3 separate regions of the Mus musculus genome follow, and regions 1 and 2 are each linked to region 3. Evidence: chromatin contacts called from public Hi-C and HiChIP or PLAC-seq data. All regions are on one chromosome and are shown on one strand. Each heading gives the region's core, a stretch centred on a gene start, on an enhancer-like site or on the middle of the called end of the contact. The rest is flanking DNA. Distances are from core to core; before and after follow the strand shown.

Region 1 (3,041 bases), core at 362-2,861, 150 kb after region 3:
AGTTCCAGAAGCTAAAATGTAGCCAAACCCATCTAAGTTGTAGACACACAGGGCAGAGTCTCTGGGTTGATGTTTCGTGATGGGTGTTTTCTGAGATGCTCCCCAGTTAGCTATGGTTACGATCTGACTATCTCAAACGCATCCAATGCAGAGAGAAGCCTCAGGCAAGCATGACCTGCCACCGTGCTAATGCCTCTCCATGTCTCCTTTTTGGCCTTAGGATCTAGTTATGGCTGCCATGTTGGTCAACTGTTCTTTATGATGCTCTGTTTCTTTCTAATAAGCACATTTGTAGTTGTGATTCCTACTTTAGATTCACCAGCATCCCACCTTCTGTATTGAAGGCCGGTTATATATTTACCGCTAGAGCCCTGAGCCGACTTAAACTGTGGAATATGCTGTTCTGCGTGGCCCATTGTATTAGTTTCTCTGACAACCTTGCAAACATCTCAGAGCCTGTGTGTGTGCTGTCCATGACAACTTTTTATCTCACTTTCCTCTTGTTTCTGTACATTTTTCTCTTTGTACTTGGCATTTTGTAAACATTCCGAGTCATGATACCGTTTAGGTTGGGCAAACAGATAAGTTTTCTTATTGGCTGAATGGTTTTCTTATTTCCTCATACAGTCTTTGTGTCTAAGACTTAGGATTGTACTTCACCAGACAATGATTTTACAGACAGGCTTTATTTTATTTTGAACACAAATGGGTATGTACTGTTCACAGGGAGGGGCCATGTCCATCTACACTTGGGTTTGGCACATAGAAATACTCTTATTTAATATTTTTCTGATGCATAACTTGGGAACACAAGTTGAGACTTGCATGATTGTGCGGCTTGGGAAATTGGAGTAGAATTTGTTTTAATGAATTGGATTTGTGTGAATGAAAAGCTGTTGGTCTTCAAAAACTTACTATGCTGAATGCCTTCCTATAGTGGCTTCCCTCAGAAGTTGTAAAACATTACTGAATCCAGTTCCTGAATGTGCCTGTGTTTTTAAAGGTTTTAAAAGTATCATTTGCTTTTAGATTTTTTATTCTTATCCAGTGTTAGTTTTAACCTTTTGCTAAGTGGTTAAACCATTTCCTGGATTAATAGTTAGCACTTTCAGTGAAAAAGAACTTGCTAAACTCAGAGGGCTTTAGTCACTTGTGTCCTTTGGTAATATTATTTTTAATTGATCACAGTTCTTCAGAGCAGATTGGGAAAGCTGTACTCTAGAAGGCAGACCTTAGGGATGTATTTTGATAAACACTTACTGACTTCAAGAGGCAGAACCCCAACTCTGGTTTTGTTTTAGAGTCGCTAAGAAATGTGGTTGCTCACACCTTTCTTTAGATGTCCTGATTTAATTGTGGGGAGGTGTAGCTGTCCAGCAGCCATGGATTAACTGGGTTACCTGAAAGGGGAGATGAAAATGAAAAAGGACAAGTGCAAGAGAAAGATGAAGCCAAGACAAAGGTTTCTGATCAAGGCTCAAAAGTTTAATTTTCAGCACTGTGTTTATATAGGGAAAGCCCACAGACCCATCCTTTGTTTCAGCTGGATTGAGTTGCAAAGCCAGCTCAGTAGGCAGTCAACTCCTCAAAGCTCCTTTAGGAAATTGCAAATGCGGAGAGGTCATGTGACCCCAGCTAGGTTGTAAAACCATCATGGGTTTGTTTAGCCTACTCAAGGCTGGGGGAAGGGCACAATTCCCCCTTTTTTGTTTTTTTAAAAGATGAGCTGGACAGGGGCACAAGATTTACTTGTTTTCTATAATCCCATCTAGGGAATAGAGTGGTTAGGTGGCTGTGCCTGTCTTAGGTTAGTGTCTATATTGTTCCTTCTTAACCGTCATGGACAACAAACTTAGCTTTTGATGGAGGTCTCTAGCTTAGGGTGATAGGAGCTCAAGAACATTTTTACCCACCCCTGGCTACTGGCCTTCAAAAGCACACTCTTTCCCATTCAGACCAAAGCCATGAAGAACATATGAATATGTACTCAATGCATTTCTTCGTAGTGATGAATAACTGTCACAGTGAATAGCTGGGCCTGCTGAAAGCAATCCTGTGTGAAAGCAACTAATCTGTTTCCAAAAGTTAAAAGTCTTGAGTGTTTGCCTGTTTTTAGAAATCCTGTTCTTTAGTGGTGTGTGTATGTGTGTGTGTGTGTGTGTGTGTGTGTGTGTGTGTGTGTGTATCTGGTGTGTCTGTGTGTTTAATTCTTTAGCTAATTTTTGAAATTGATTGATTGATTGATTGATTGATTTAGTGTTCCTGGATGTGCTAAAGTGCATGTATGGATGTCAGAAAATTCTCCTTTCATCATGGAGGTCCTAAGGACAAAACTCTGGCCACCAGGCTTTATCCACCAGGCCTTTTCACTGGCCTTGTAATTTATTTTTATTGTTATAATACTATTATCTAACTATTTTCCCTTTTCTCCTTTCTTTCTTTCTTTCTTTCTTTCTTTCTTTCTTTCTTTCTTTCTTCTCTCTCTTCTTTCTTCTCTTCTTTTTTTTTTTTGCTGTGACAAAGCAGCATGACCAAGGCAACTTAGAAAAGAAAGAGTTTAATCAGTTTTACAGTTACAGAAAGCTAGTGTCCATGATCGCAAAACAAAGGCACAGTAGCAAGAACAGCTGAGAGCTCACATCTCAATTCACGAGTAGAAGGCAGGGAAAGCTAACTCAAAATGTCACCAGTCATTTGAAAATCTGCCCTTGGTGACATACTTCCTCCAGGAAAGCTACACCTCTAATCCTCCCAAAACAGCCATTCCATGAGTTTGTCATGGGATGTAAGATACAGGTTTCTTTATTAGATAATGTAACGCATCCCAAAGTATTTAAAGTTATATATCTATATCTATCTCATACATATACATGCTATATATGTTATATATAATATTGGCAGTGATAATGAGGTCCACCATGTTAATTGATTATGTTTTAAATATTTTATTAGCATATATTAACTATACAAAGCAATTTGGTTTCATTCACTATGACATTATTTACACATACACATTGTACCTTGAAGAATCTGGTTTAGTT
Region 2 (2,700 bases), core at 86-2,585, 250 kb after region 3:
ATCCCCGTGGAGGTCACATCTCTAAAACCCCCTTTCAGTAGAATTCTCTTCCTCCCTTCTTCCTCCACCTTTCACTTTTATCTAATGGAAGAAATGTCTCCAACCTTCTGGGTTCCTACCTTTTTATCTGTCATTTTGTGAGTTCTACCAGATTCTCCTCTGGTTTCTTTTCATAGATATGTACAATGGGCCTTGAAGACTTAGAGAATATTTTTGAAATGTTTAAGAAAAGGATTGCTCTGTGAGAAGGGACTTTAAGTGCCACAGTGTGTGATAGCAAAGGTGGAGGGAGACATGTTAGCAAAGCAGATAGTGGGCATGCTCAGATTTCCATTGTTGTTCAAAAGCCTACTCCTGAACCCCGTGTTTGCTCATTTGGGAATTAGAGGTACTGCAGATCAGCATGTCTTGAAATGTTTTCCCACCTCAACTATAGTGGTAAATGTCAAAAGTACAAAATTCAATGGTTATGTGTACAGTTTAATTAATGGTGAGTGGTGTGTATAAAAATGTATATTCTTTTCAAGATCCGAAATAGCAACCTGTTGGCTCGTCGCCGCGGAATCCCGGAGTGCATCCTGCTAGTTACCCAGCGCATCACAAAGTACCCAGTCTTGGTGGAAAGGATCCTGCAGTACACCAAGGGTGAGAGATTATTTCTGGGACCTTTCCCTGTCTTGTGAGTTTTAGTCACAACTGAGGGGTCCCGAAGAGCCTTGAGTGCTGAGTTCTTCCACTCACAAATGCTCTCCCTGTGAGCAAGCTTTTAAAGCCTCGAGTTGTAACTCATTTTTGGGAAATTACTTTATTTTTAATCCCGTTTATTCTGTGGTTGGGAAGTAGTATGCACGGCATACGTGTGATGATCAGAGACCTTGCAGAATTTGGTCCTTTCCTTCTGCCACTTTTATTTTATGCTTCTTTAGAACTTAATGCATGAGAGAACATAAAAATAGCGTTTGGAGATAGCAGCATAGATTTTTGCTCTCAGCGAGAGAATGAATAAAAAACAATAGGGCTTTTCATTTTGCATTGTGCGGATTTTCTTAAGGTTCTACGATATCCCAGGAACTAAACTGTGTCAGATAATGTTAGTCAATTAGTCTCACTCCAGGGTTCACTCCCATGCCAAGTTCTTGGTAGACTAGATAGCAGCAGTGATCTGCTCCCCTTAGCAGTGGGAGCTGCGTCTGTGACATCTTGGCAGAGTCATCGAGATAGCATACAGATGCCCCCTCCTCCGAGCAGGCATTGCCAAAGGCCAATCCTGAGCCTTCCGGAGCCTTGGCCATCGGTTCTCACAACTGTTAATGGGAGCGGTCCTCAGCCTCACTATCTGTCCTTCACAAGGGGGTGTGTCCACATGCAGATTCTGAGTCAGTGGGTGTGAGTAGAGCTGGGGGTCGGGGAGAATTTGAAAAGACCCCCACGGAGGCCGGTGCTGTTACCTTTGGGTTGTGAATCATTGGGAGAGAGTGATCTGTAAGACTTTGAACCTTCTCTGGTAGTTACTCTGGGTCATCTGGTAATTCAACTTCACTTTTCTTTCCTAGTTTTGAAGTAGTTTCTTTATAAGTAAATTTCCTTATAAAGACTAGAAAGGCGCTGTCAAGGAGTGAGGTGTGTTCTTTGGAAGACAGCGATCCCCTTTGAACTATGGGGATCGGGTGTGCTCTGTGGGTGTTCTGATAGCGCTCCCAGCATCTGTGTGTGCACTGGAAACCTTAAAGGAAGAGACTCTGGAGGACCAATTCTGCTCTCCTCACTGCTCTTTCTAAACACGTGTTTCTTCAGCTGGAGCCTCCGGAGAGCCTTTGGCTTCTCTGCCAGTTTTCTGGTTTTCCCTCCCTCTTCCTCCCTTCCTCTTCGCTCTTCAGGCTCAGGCCCCTGAGCAAATATCAACTAGCTGATCTTTATCATCAAATCCCCCCAAAGTAGCCAGATTCCCTTCCATCTGCCGTTTCCAGAACCCAGTCTCTGGAACTCCTCCAGACCTTTTTCTTAAGACAGCCTGGAGGTGAGAGGAGTGGCCGTTGGTTTAAAGAGTAACGGGAGCTACAGTCTGTTCTGTATGCAAAGCCTGGCTGACTTCTGTGAGGCTCAGTGCCTGGGACCTCAAAATGTTTTTCTTTACTTTCAAGATCAGAAGAAAAAATGATAGGTCAAGAACATTTTAATTATAACATTAAGATCCTCAATTTTATGCTAATATAATTTTGAATAATTTTTTTTTAAGAACCCAGAAGACAAATGAGTCTTGGGCCATTTAAATCACCCTGTGGCTCCATTTCAGAGGACATGAGCTTGGCCCCACAGCTGGCTTCAGTCGTTAGAAATACAGCATGGGGTAACTTACCTGTTTCTAGGAAGGGAGGAGTGCCCAGGTTACGCCAAACATAGCCTCTGCTTATATTACATATAATATATATTCATTATATAATATACTATAATTATATTACACATATATACATATATGGATAGATAGATAGATAGATAGATAGATAGATAGATAGATAGATAGATAGACAGGTAGCATATAATATGTGCTACTTTTTTTCTTGCTGTGACAAAATACCAGATAAGAAGGAGCTTCAAGAAGAAAGGGTTAATTTTGTCTCACAGTCTGTCATGACAGGGAAGGCGTGGCAGTCGGGGCATGAGGCAGGAGGCTACATTTGTATCTGCAGATGAGAAGCTGAG
Region 3 (2,700 bases), core at 167-2,666:
AGAAACAAAAGAACAACAGCAACAGAGGGATCAACAAAGGCTTCTTTTACAAACTTTTCCGCTAACAGGCTTGAAAACTACTTGTGTGTGGTGTGTTGATTCAGCCAATCTCCAGTTGACTTTTTCACATTGAAAATATTGATGTTCGAGAAAAGTGTTATTGCTTTTATTTTTTATCTTCGGGACTTCGTAGTTCTTCAGTGGAGAACACTCTTCTTTGGGACCTAAGGTTCTGCAGTGTGACATCAGAGGATATGAATACAAGTGTCAATACTGCAAGGCCAATGTCAGGTCCTTTATAAAGAAGGAAGGGCAGCGTTTGCCCTAAGACAGGGCTAAAGACCTCAGACCCTGGGTTTTGTTTTTTTGTTTTTGTTTGATTTGTTTTTTGTTTTTTTGGTTTTTTTTTGCCATCCTGCCATTCTTTAGGCTCTGGTTAAACAGGTATGTTAGGAGGGTGGCCCAGGGCATCTGGCAGTGATGGTTTGGGACGGGCCAACACATCTCTCCTGTCCATGTAGTCGGTCTGTCTTCTTGAGAAAAATAAAGGTAATATTAAAGGAACTTAGAAAAGTAGACGCTTAATTTTATCTTTAAAGCTGGAATAATCATCTTAAGCTTATTTTATAGTAAGCTGTACAATGGCGAGACTTTTCACTCGGGACAACTCAGTGCTAAGTGCCTCAGTGCTTTAAGATCCAAGGGGTCCTTTCACATTGTTAGGTGTTGTAAAAGTGGCTATGGCTTTCTCAAAAACAAACAAACAAATGTTGGTGCCGTTTAGGCACCTGTTTGCATAAACGCATAGGGAATCGAGCCTGCAAAGCTTTGGGCCAGAGGAACCTCCATCATCCTCATGAATTAGAGGGAGTCGGCTGTTTTAAAATAGTACTTCCTATTGTAACAGACCCGGGCACTATTATGTCCCGGGTGTGGTGGCTTTGAGCTGAGGACAACCCGAGCCTCCCTCTGGCCTGGCACGGCTCCCTTTAGGAGCCGACCGGCCAGCTCCTTCCTCCGGCGCCACTAGGGCGTGGAGGCCCCCGGGGCGAGCGGGCGCCGCCGCCGCTAGGGTGCAACCCTGCCCTGGCCCAGCAGGTCCCGCTCCGTGCCCGCCGCCGGAGGAAAGCCGAGGCGACCGGCCGCCGCCCCGCGAAGGGAGGGGGCGGCGGAGCCGCAGCAGCTTCAGGTTTCCTCCTGGAGCTGGTGGCGGGCGCGGCCATGTGATGAGGCGGCGACGAGCCCGGCTGGCCAGAGGTGGGCAGGCGGGGACCAGGGGGCGCAGGGGGTGGCCCCAGCTGTGGGCGCGGCGGGCGGGCGAGCGGGGGTGGGGTGGGGTGGGGGGAGCTGCGGCTCCGCCCCTCGGTGCGGCCAGCGGAGCGGAGGGGCGTGGGCAGCTGGGGACCGGCTTCCCCGCTCCGGGCGACGCTGGCCGGCGGGTCGCCCTCGGCAGGCCTCGGGGACAGCGCCTGGCCAGGGCTCCTGGCGTTCCCGAGCCACAGCTCCAGGTAAAGGCGGATTACGGGAGCCATCCCTCTTGTCTCCCCGCAGCCCTGGGCGAAGTTTGCCCACCGGAGTTCTCAGGGGACAAAGTTTCTCTAGGGTCCCCGAGGACGCAGGGGTCTGCAGAGGTGGTGAAAGGCTGCACTCTGTCGGCTGGGCAGCCCGAGGAATGGGCGCCGCCTCCTGGTACCTGGGGATGGCAACAAGTGCATGGCGCTGCCGGGTCGGAGGCAGCAGCTGTGAAGCGCAAACGGGAGGCAGCGGCCACCCCTCACCCTCTCGGGCAAGCGGGGTGGGAGGGGGCAGAGGGTGACGGAGCTCAACCAAAGCTAGTTGCAAGCGATGGAAATCAGAGGCAGGCGGCTGGAGAAGGGTGAACCTCGAGAGCCTGGTTCTCCTCTTCCCATCTGTGTTTCTGGCCAGCTTCACCTATATGCTTGGTGTGTGTGTGGGATGTACCCCAGACTGCTGGTCAGTCTCAAGTTCAGGACATTTATTTCTTGTGGAAACGTTTGCTGAGTTTATAAAAGCATCTATGGTCATCTTGTTTGGGAGGGGCTTTTAGCATTGGGTGGGAATCCGTGCGCTTGTGCCATGAGTTTCTCTGGAATACTCGGTTGTGGGTGGTAGGGGTCACAGGTGGAGAAGGCGTTCTCGCTTGCTGTGAGCTCTGTGAACGCTGGGTGTTCAGACCACCCAGGAAACCCAGCTCTGGTTTCCCAGACACCAGTTAGGTTTCTAAGGGAGACTACTTTAGGAGCCCACAGAGCCTGCCTATTGGTTGCAGCTGGGTGGGCCCAGGGGAAGGGTAACATCTGTGTTTGCTAGCATCTGACTCCCTGACCCCTGCTCAAGTGCCAGCCTCTACACACTCCAAGTTGTAGAGATTGAGCACTCGATTCTGCACCAAGCAGTCAAGAATTACAGTTATAAAGAACGGACACACTGCTTTTCTGTACTTTGCCCTCTCGTGTTCCTAGACCCTGAAGCTGTCTCAGTAAAATGAAATTCTATTCTCAACAACACAAACAAAATCAAAGGCTTGCCCTAGTTAGGCTCTGTGGAAACCACTTTGAACACGATAATTCAAGCTCTGATAACCTTTCCTGGGAAGCTTTCCATAGCTCTATTTTGAGTTTTTATGTGAATGTTAAAACAAATAGGTGTTTGTCTAATCTTGATGAATAGTAGCGCTAA

Evidence for each region. Hi-C and Micro-C count contacts between places; a contact is called where the count stands out from the background. HiChIP or PLAC-seq counts read pairs in DNA pulled down with a chosen protein or histone mark.
Region 1: a contact with region 3 is called in a Hi-C map of the N1E-115 cell line, with 5 times the contacts expected there. The contact joins the enhancer-like site here to the promoter of Arhgef28 in region 3. A contact is called at or near these places in 13 of 39 promoter capture datasets (3T3-L1-derived adipocytes, the HPC-7 cell line, the SN4741 cell line and 8 more), 1 of 484 Hi-C or Micro-C datasets (the N1E-115 cell line), 4 of 115 datasets of contacts at active chromatin or transcription factors (cardiomyocytes, embryonic stem cells and fibro-adipogenic progenitors) and 4 of 9 other capture datasets (adipose tissue, liver, macrophages and 1 more).
Region 2: a contact with region 3 is called in an H3K27ac HiChIP or PLAC-seq map of extraembryonic endoderm stem cells, with 6 times the contacts expected there. The contact joins the enhancer-like site here to the promoter of Arhgef28 in region 3. A contact is called at or near these places in 7 of 39 promoter capture datasets (the SN4741 cell line, cranial neural crest, embryonic stem cells and 2 more), 2 of 15 datasets of contacts at CTCF or cohesin (both in the NIH/3T3 cell line), 6 of 484 Hi-C or Micro-C datasets (the 3T3-L1 cell line, the F1.1 cell line, differentiating embryonic stem cells and 3 more), 4 of 115 datasets of contacts at active chromatin or transcription factors (embryonic stem cells and extraembryonic endoderm stem cells) and 1 of 9 other capture datasets (pancreatic islet).

The regions. Positions count from the first base shown.
Region 1 is chr13:98,058,906-98,061,946 of GRCm38.p6, reverse strand. The region is part of intron 4 of Arhgef28 (Rho guanine nucleotide exchange factor (GEF) 28); the gene reads left to right. Among named protein-coding and RNA genes, the nearest start is that of Gm34469, 110 kb to the left of the region's middle. Within about 2 kb of position 1,611, at least 3 of the 459 cell types and tissues checked have an H3K27ac peak or open chromatin away from gene starts, as enhancers often do. A contact at or near this core is called in the N1E-115 cell line and epiblast stem cells, where this site is marked.
Region 2 is chr13:97,954,471-97,957,170 of GRCm38.p6, reverse strand. It overlaps Arhgef28 (Rho guanine nucleotide exchange factor (GEF) 28), which reads left to right. Exons shown (of 36, transcript NM_012026.2): 24 at 528-645. Among named protein-coding and RNA genes, the nearest start is that of Gm34388, 62 kb to the right of the region's middle. Within about 2 kb of position 1,335, at least 4 of the 459 cell types and tissues checked have an H3K27ac peak or open chromatin away from gene starts, as enhancers often do. A contact at or near this core is called in extraembryonic endoderm stem cells, where this site is marked.
Region 3 is chr13:98,204,881-98,207,580 of GRCm38.p6, reverse strand. Arhgef28 (Rho guanine nucleotide exchange factor (GEF) 28) reads left to right here and starts at 1,416. Exons shown (of 36, transcript NM_012026.2): 1 at 1,416-1,508.